2 separate regions of the Culex quinquefasciatus genome follow, and region 1 is linked to region 2. The links are chromatin contacts, called in public Hi-C maps. All regions are on one chromosome and are shown on one strand. Each heading gives the region's core, a stretch centred on a gene start, on an enhancer-like site or on the middle of the called end of the contact. The rest is flanking DNA. Distances are from core to core; before and after follow the strand shown. Region 1 holds the start of LOC6042120 (transmembrane protein 186). Region 2 holds the start of LOC6042115 (proteasome assembly chaperone 4).

The links. Hi-C and Micro-C count contacts between places; a contact is called where the count stands out from the background.
Region 1: a Hi-C map of whole body shows a contact between it and region 2, with 5 times the contacts expected there. The contact joins the promoter of LOC6042120 here to the promoter of LOC6042115 in region 2. A contact is called at or near these places in 2 of 2 Hi-C or Micro-C datasets (both in whole body).

Annotation. Positions count from the first base shown.
Region 1 is chr2:175,790,145-175,794,605 of VPISU_Cqui_1.0_pri_paternal, forward strand. LOC6042120 (transmembrane protein 186) reads right to left here and starts at 2,238. Exons shown (of 2, transcript XM_001851217.2): 1 at 1,747-2,238; 2 at 1,331-1,681. The coding sequence starts at 2,098. The coding sequence ends at 1,380. LOC6042121 (transducin beta-like protein 3) reads left to right here and starts at 2,283. Exons shown (of 2, transcript XM_001851218.2): 1 at 2,283-2,431; 2 at 3,917-4,461. The coding sequence starts at 2,403.
Region 2 is chr2:175,629,545-175,633,795 of VPISU_Cqui_1.0_pri_paternal, forward strand. It overlaps LOC6042115 (proteasome assembly chaperone 4), which reads right to left and starts at 2,584. Exons shown (of 2, transcript XM_038254960.1): 1 at 2,447-2,584; 2 at 1,847-2,384. The coding sequence starts at 2,377. The coding sequence ends at 2,015.

The DNA of each region.
Region 1 (4,461 bases), core at 988-3,487, 160 kb after region 2:
TATAAAAAAGTTGCGGTAAAATCTATTATTGAAAATAATCGGGCTGCCATTGTGGCCACTGTTTTACTTACAAATTTGAGTAGTAAGAATGTGTTTAATGTTTCATTTCAAAATCCACAATTAAATCATTTATTTAAATCCCCAAAATAGAACTTTGGTAAAAATCCATAAAAGAAAATCATGAAAAATACTAATTGCCATCATACTAACTTAAAGCAAGAATTGAAAAAAAACTCATTTAAATAGAAATTTTAACTGGAAATGGCATTAAATTTGGCAATAAAGTAAATATTTTTCCCATATTTTTATAGAATATTCAATGCATAGATTTTGTGATTTTTACAAACTTTACTTACTTTTTTTATATGTTGTATAGAGCTTTATGACGTTTCGCGTACGCACACTAGCGCACCATTTGATTTTGCTGGCTGAAAAAATTTAACCTCACTTTATTTTCGTGTACGTACACGCAATACATACGCACGTAGAATGCTCTATTGCACTTACACTGAAAACTGATGATCAATATTGTTTGACAGACTTTTTTGGCATTGCTATGCATTTTTTGATACTGCCAAAAATATATTTTAAAAGATTTTTATAACCTTTTTTGATTTTAAGATTTTTTTCAGCAATTTGATCCATTCTTGCATTGCTGAGGTACAGGCCATGACTTTTATATAAAAAAAATATTTTATATTATAGAGACAGAGTAGAAAACCTTGGAGGAAATTTAGAGTATTTTTAGGTCCTATAACTATGGGGTTTCGTATGTTGTAGGATCTTTTATAACAATCCTCTAGAATTATTATATCACGAATGCTTGTGGGACTTTAGAATTAACTTTAAAACCAAATTTACGATGCATTTTTTAAATAATTAAATGTTAAACGTAAACATTCACTGGCGTGCGCAGGATAGACGGCTTGTTAACAATTCCATTTTCCCTTTTTTGCTAAATTTTTTTTCTTTTTCATTTTACTTTTGCAGCGCCACTATATACAGAAGTGGCCATCAATCGAAGTTGTGTGATCCCTTTCATTCGTTTTCCACATTCGTCACACGTTGCTTTCAGGCGTTATTTTACATGAAGTCATTTTATATGAAGTACTAGAATGGAACGTACTAAATCTAACAGATTAAATGATGAGGGCTCACAAAATTTTAAAATAATTGTCACCCCCAACAAAAATAATTGTCACCCCTAACAAAAACTAGGTATGCAAACTATTTTGGTACATACTTCGGTTTGTAGCCTCAAATAAAAATCTGCTGTATTTTAAATAAAGCTTAGTATATGATCTGATAAATATTTCGGATTATAATCAAGTTTTTTTTCTTCAATCTAGAAAATAAGTTTATTACACAACAAACCTACATCACTCTCTACCAAACACCTTCGTAAAAGTTTTCTCATCGTAAACCTCCCCATACCGGTGCACAATCCGGTACACCTCGCCGTTATCGTGGTTCTTGATGGGAAAGTAAAACTTCAGCAGTGTCCGCTGCAGCTCCGACCGGGGCACGATGTTGTCCACCGGATAGATGCGGTTCTGCCGCTTACCGCCGGGGTCCACGTACGATATTTTCACCTGCTTGCCCTCATCGTCGGTGTACACGTAACCGACCAGATTGTTCGTGAAATAGCTAAACGCCAGCAGGGTCAAGGTGGTTGTGAAGCCTAAAATTAATTAAATAAAATAAAATTTAAGTTTTGAAGTCAAATGCAAATTTATGACTTCTCACCAACAGATCCGAAAATCTGTGCCGTCGTAACGGAGCAAATGTCCGCGTAGGCCAGCGCCAAACAGGTGGGAACCGTTACCGCCGTGAGACCCGCCGGGTACAGCTTCAACCGCTTGAAAGCCGCCGTCAGCATGATTCCTCGGAAGTGGTACAGGGTGTACCACTTGGTGGAATCTTCAACGTGCGACGGCGGCTCGTTTTGGGGAACCTTTTCTGGCGCAGCTGGTTGTGATGATTTTGTGGAGCATTGTCGCACCAGCAGCCCAGGGGAGGAACGAAATGCCGGCGATGAAGTTGGTTTGAGCGCGAGTGAAATTCGTGACAGCGGGCAACTTCGGAGCGCTTGTAACATTTTGAAGGCTTTTGTTAGGTAATCTTTGAACTTGTCAAACTACTTCCATCAATTATTTTCAAGCTATTCCACGAAAAATCAGAATATTTTCAGAGCGAATTTTCAACACAAATTTTGCATGATGCAATGAAAGTGAGGTACTAGATTCAAAACAAACTAGAGAACTGTCAGATAATCAGCTGTTTGACTTTTGACAGTTCTCGTTTTAAAAGCGCACGTGCGATTTGTTGACCAACGTTGTCGGTTCAGTTTGGTTGCAATTTATATAGTTTTTTAGGTGTAAAAAGTTGGAAAAGTTGTTAAAATGAGTGCCAAGATAAAGCTAAAGGAAGTGTAAGTATAGTTTAGAAATATTTCCACAGTTTACTGCTATTTTTGCTTTGTTACAAGCGTTCAAAAAATGCGTACTGTTTTTGCTTTCGAACCTCGTTTGTTTTGGTACAGTAAGACGCCAGTAAAGGCGGTTATTTTGAAATCAAAAGTTTTTAAAATATATTTATCTGAAAAATTTGGGAATAGTATTCATTCAATTTATTTGTTGTTTCTATTGTTTGAATTATTTGAAATGTGTGTTTTAAAATTATTTAATACAACATTTTTTGTTATAAAAATATTATTGTTATTCGAAAGAGTTCTAAAGCACTTTTTTCATTTTAATTTTATTTAAATTGTACTCAGAAAAATAAGCTTTATCATTGTGAACAACAAAATCGCATATTTAAGCTTAATTACATATTGGCCTTTTTATAAAATATTTATTTTCTGACTCAATCTCAAATTCGGATTTATTGAACTTTTTTCACTATAATAAATAATACCTCAAAATGAATACTTAAAACGTAGTACAGTCCAGACTCGATTATCCGAAGCCTCGATTTTCCGAAGTTTCGATTATCCAAAGGTTTTTATGGGCCTTCGTATAATCATTTTTTTTTTCGTGTTTGAGTTCTGCGATTAGCGAATTTGAATGTTGATTGCCTTAAACCGCCATTTAAACATTCTTAATCACTTTAGCGAAGTTTAGGGGTCAAAGCTGGGCAATAGATAAAGAAAAAAAAATTCTGAGGCCTTCGTATAATAGATTCTGGACTGTAACTGCTATTTTTCTGTAAATAAAAAAAATAAAAGACAAAAAACAAGTTTTTTCAATAAATCTTATTTTTGCGCAATAAAAAATACAGTTTTAATTGTAAAAGTGTCAAAATATGATTGCAATTGAAAAATAAACATTCGAATACTTCAATCGTTCTTATTTAGTACTGATTTTTTTTTTTTTTTTTTATTTATATTTATTCAGATTTTTTTTTTTCCATGTACATTCATTCAGTTAAAATATTATTGAGTGTCCAATCACAATTGATGACTTTTCACCTCAATTTTAAATTCTAGCAATTTTCATTTATTCATGAAATATTGTAGCTTTCGCTATTCAGTGATTTCATATGTAGGAGGGCCTACATGTACAAAGGGAAAAAGGGATACCTTAAAACTAACTTATAAACTATATAAAGAGCGGATCAATGCAGCTGAAGACTGCAATGATTTTTGTCGAAATGCATCAATTATCTTATTGGACATAACATCCAAAGTGTTAACTTCGGCTAATTGATGAAGTTCACTGGTATTGATTTTATCAATGATCAAGTTTGAACTGCATTTTATTATTTTTGCCCTTGCAGTTTTTTATCTTTTGAAATTCAAGTTGGCTTCAAAATAAAAAAAAAATATTTTTTACCTATATCTAACTTCCTTTAGAGCTGTTCTTTGTTTTTTTCGCTTCAATAACTTAACATCTGATAACATTCAAACTCTTTACAGTTACGAAGTCCAGAACCAGTACAAGGCGTTCTACACCGGCGGCACCGTCCAGTGGTCCCCGAATGGGCAGGAACTGCTGTGCCAAAACTCGGGTGCCATCAATCTGATCTCCGTCAACGATGATTCCTCGGAACCGGTCATTTTCGGCGCCAATCCTTCAACAACCGACGACGACGATGGAATCGCCGAAGATTCGGTCTACACATTCGCGCTGGCCAACGGTGGCGAGCACGTCGTTTCTGCGCATCGATCGGGGCTGCTTCGGATGTGGGACGTCGCGAGCAGGCAGGTTGTCAAGATGTGGCGCGGGCTGCACCAGGGACCGACGACGCGGTTGGCGTTCAGCGCCGGGGATCAGCTGGTGGCGAGTGGCGGGACGGACACTACGGTGCGCATTTGGGACCCGATGCAGCAGGTTTGCGTGGGGACACTGCGCGGGTGTGTTGGGGTTGTTAGTTTGCTGGTGTTTCATCCGGACGAGGAGCGGAAGGTTATTTTGGCGGCCGGGGATGACGCGAAGATTTATGTTTGGAACTACGAGACGC
Region 2 (4,251 bases), core at 1,334-3,833:
TGGTATAGTCATCTCCTTCGGAGCAACCTGCTTATCCTTCGTGGACTGCTGCTCAGATTGCTGCTGCTGGTCGTCCTTTTGGCATTTTGACGATGTTGCGTCGATCGTGAGCGCCACTCTTCGCGACTTTTTTCGTCTCATTCGGCCCCTTTAGTTTTGTTAGCTGGCAACTTAATTGCGCCGTGGACACGTTCCCCGCAGATGTTTCCAAACGCCCATCGTGGGGATCAATTCCGTTAGTTTTGAATTGGATTTTCCTATTCCGGCGGCCACTACTGGTGTTTTCGTGACCGGGATATCTGGTGTCAGGTGTAATGGTTCATGTTTTCGGTGGAGGAGGAATCTTAGACGGAACATGCAAGCAACGGGGAGGACCAGTGGTGTGGTCTCTGTCATTGTGTTTGTCTTGCATCGCTGCAGGTGCTATCGCATGATTTGCCTCATGAGGTTCTGCCATTGGAAACGAAACCGACCGTGGAACCGACCCACCGTAATTTTCGGCCGTCGGTCTTGATTTATTTATTTTGATTTTGTTACTGATGATCAGCAACAACAAAATTATTTCGAAACAGCTGTTGATGTTTACAATCGTTAAGGCTTGATTGTCTCACGCATACACTGACGTGACACATGACAGTAATGGGTTTGTATTGGTGTGTTTGGGCTGCGCTTCGGCATAAGCTCACCAGGCAGCGCTGGCGTCGTCGTGATTTGGTGGTTTGATGAAGGACGATGGATTTCAAAAATAATTTGTATGGAGAGTCACGTCTGTTTGTCTGTGGTACAACCTTGAGCAATTTGTCTTGTGTTTCGAGAAATTGTTCAGTTATTTGGTTGGATTGACTCAGAAAATGGAGTTCGTGCAATGTTGTTGAGCGATTTGATACCAGAAACATAATTTGATATGAACTTATGTACCGATTCTACATAGGGGAAATTCTCGTATGTTTGGCAGGTTAAGCACTCGCTCCTAACTCCATCCAATTTGCTGATTTTCACTATTTAAACAACTAATTTTGCAAAACTTTTGATAGAAACTTGCTTGCTCACTTCTTATTGAGCTATTTATCACTCGATTTCAGTTGAAAACGCTTTTAATTAGCTTTAATTGAATGTCAAAGTTCTGACCTGCCAACATTAGAAGCACGCTGGAATTAGATGCTGTTCCCCTAACTCAAATTGTGTCAAATATGTTTTTATGTAACAAGGTAAAACAAGGTACTTATAACGGGGTCTAATGTTGGTTCATCGTTACTTTAAAAATACGTCAACATTTCAAATATTACGTAACACATACAGAGAAGAAGAGGGTTGACAGCTTTGTTGATAATTTGATCGTTGGACTTATATGGTTTTGGAATTGGTTGGTTGGAATTATATAAATGCAATTACACATACAACAATGTAAATTAATGTAAATTTACACGTGGAAGGAGGTAATACAGTGGACTCTCTGGCTATCGATCTTCTCGATACCAATATTTCTCCAGCTGTCAATAAATTTTTCAGTCCCTTCAAATAGATTGCTTTGATTTTTCGTTCTATAATTTGATAACTCCCGCTCTCGACGGTCCCTTCAATATTGACAACGAGAGAGTCCACTGTATTACACATTTTTTCAGTCTCAAAATATGTCCTCATTCCGCGATAAAATATTTCAATGATATTATTTCTGTGGACGTGTAGCATTTTTAATATTTCGATGCCGGTGGTCTCTCTTGTGCTAAGCTTGCTGGGATTCCAACCTAGATAGAACGAGAGAGCACACGGCCATTGATTTACTAAAAAGTTGATACGTCAAGGTCAATTGGTTAAATAAAAGGAAAAGTAATGAAAGAAAACACAGTTTATTTAAGACTAATTCCATATATTTAGCAATAGATTACAAAAATATACTGCAGCAAAGCATGTTTATTCGATTTGTTAGCATAAGCGGTTTTGTTGAGCTAATCCCCTACAAAATTCCAGGCAGTATTGAGGGATCCTTCCACATCCATATCCTTATTATTCCACCTCAAAAGCATTCCCGATTGTTGTTGATCTCCTCGAACAGCTTCCGCTCAATCGAGGGCCGAACTATCCGGTCGTTCGGCACGTTGGCACTGAGGTAGACCTGTTTCTTCAGCTTTCTGGCCAACTTCTGGGCCAGGTCTTCCGAGCCACAACCCACCACTTCTCCCATAATGGTGGTGGAGCAAATTTCACTCGTCTCCGTTGGTAGAGCCATTGCCATTTCGTCAAAGTTCTCCGCTTTATTCTCGCCAATGTATATGAACACCGAGTCCTTCATCTTCAGGATCCGCATGTTGTACTGGACGTCGCAAACCTCAACGCTGCACAGGTGCGAGCTGAAGTTGGACGGCAGGGGAGTGGCCATTGTTGTGCTAAAATTAATAAAATAATTTGCTGTTAAGTCTATAAAATTAGAAAATTCTTTAATTTTAACCTTGAATATGAGCTTGCAAAAAGCGAGACAGCAAGCGATACGCCGAACAACAAATCTTGAGTTTTTTTTGAAAACGACCTATAAACATATGAAAGACAATAGCTTATTGGTCCTTTTCAAAAAAAACTCAAGAAATCAATAAAAGCAAAACAAACAAACGTCAGTGAAAAACAACGCTATTGACAGATGTCATGTTATACGAAGCATTATGTACGTTACGAGGCGTCACTGATATAAACTCGTTACTAATGCGTTATTTCATTTGCAATATTTTTTAGAAGGGCATTCAACCAGGTAGTTCAAGCTACTGCCGCAGAAGTTCATTATGGCGCTGTGATGGGAAAACGAGTTTTGGCGTTTTCGAAAAAAGTTGCTCATTTTTCTGGTGGTGCTCCCCTTTAAATAGACTTCTAAAGCCCTAGGTCAATTTTCATGTACAACGGTAGTAAGCACCATTTAAAACCATTTCTGATCGACGAAGTTGACTTTATAGCTGTCGGCCACCATTGCTAGTACCAACCACTAGTGTCTTCCTTTTATCTACAAGGACTTCGCCGCCCTGGGCTCCTAAGTGTATGAAAGTATGGCACGGAGCGACGGCACCGAATACCCATATTTACACAAAGATTTTTTAGAGCGCCCGCCGCGGGATTCGAACCGGCGACCTCTGGATTGTGAGTCCAGTGCGCGGTCCGATTGATCCACCATTTCTGATCACTTTTTTTTATTTTAGTGCAATAAAAATAAATTAAAAAGTAGAACCCAATTGGGTTTTAAAATTAGGATTAAATTTGTGATATTATTGTTCACAACGATAAAGCTTATTTTTCTGAGTACATGACCCTTTGTACGACCGCAAAAGATTTAAAAACTATTTTAACATCAATTTTCAAAAATTAGCTTTGCAACCCTTCTTGACAGAAAAGGTCCTACTTGACAGCTCGTTCCAAGGGGACCATACATGATTTCCAAGGGGACCATACATGATTACCATACATAAGGCAAATGAGATAATCACTTTTTTTTGTGAAAGTTAATTTTCTAACTATCAAAAAAGTGTCTATTTGATTAATGATGTAATTAGTAAAAGATTATTTTCAGTTTTTTTTCTATTTTGAACAAAAAGTTATGAGGTATGGTTGTTAAATTGTCAAGGGCGAGACACTTACATGATATTTTATGCCAAACAAGCATTTGCAATTTTTTAGGGCAGTTTTGCATGAAAATCTTGTATTCTATAATTTGGCTAACATTTAGTAATAATTCTTAATTCATCTTAGAAAAGACTTGAAAAGGAGGCTGTTAATTTAATTCTTGTCACCCAAATGTATACTTTTGAGAAAAATTAATCTTCAAATTAGAACATTAACAAAAGTACATTTAGATAATACTTAACATAAAGCCAAAAAAAAAATGTAGAAAAACACAACTGGAAAATATACTTCCAAAAAGTTTAGAAAATTCCAAACAGTATTCTTTTTTTTGACAATTGATTGATTGATTGATATTGATGTTTGTGGACACTCGACATCGTCCGGGAAGAATCCCCAGCACCGGAGTAACCGCGGCCGCTGTTGCGGAGAGAATGCGCTCGCTGACTGAGCGTCGGTCCAACGGCCGGACTGTCATTTGGGCTCTATTTACAGCGGTACAATGGGGTCCTATACAACAAGGTTGGCACAATACTCACATCTTCCCTCTTCTCCGGGGTAATGATTAAAAAATAAAAAATCTCTTAAGTTATTTTCTCCAATTTGTTTAAATATTAGAACATAGTCATGACTCCTCCAGAACAATCCTGTTAA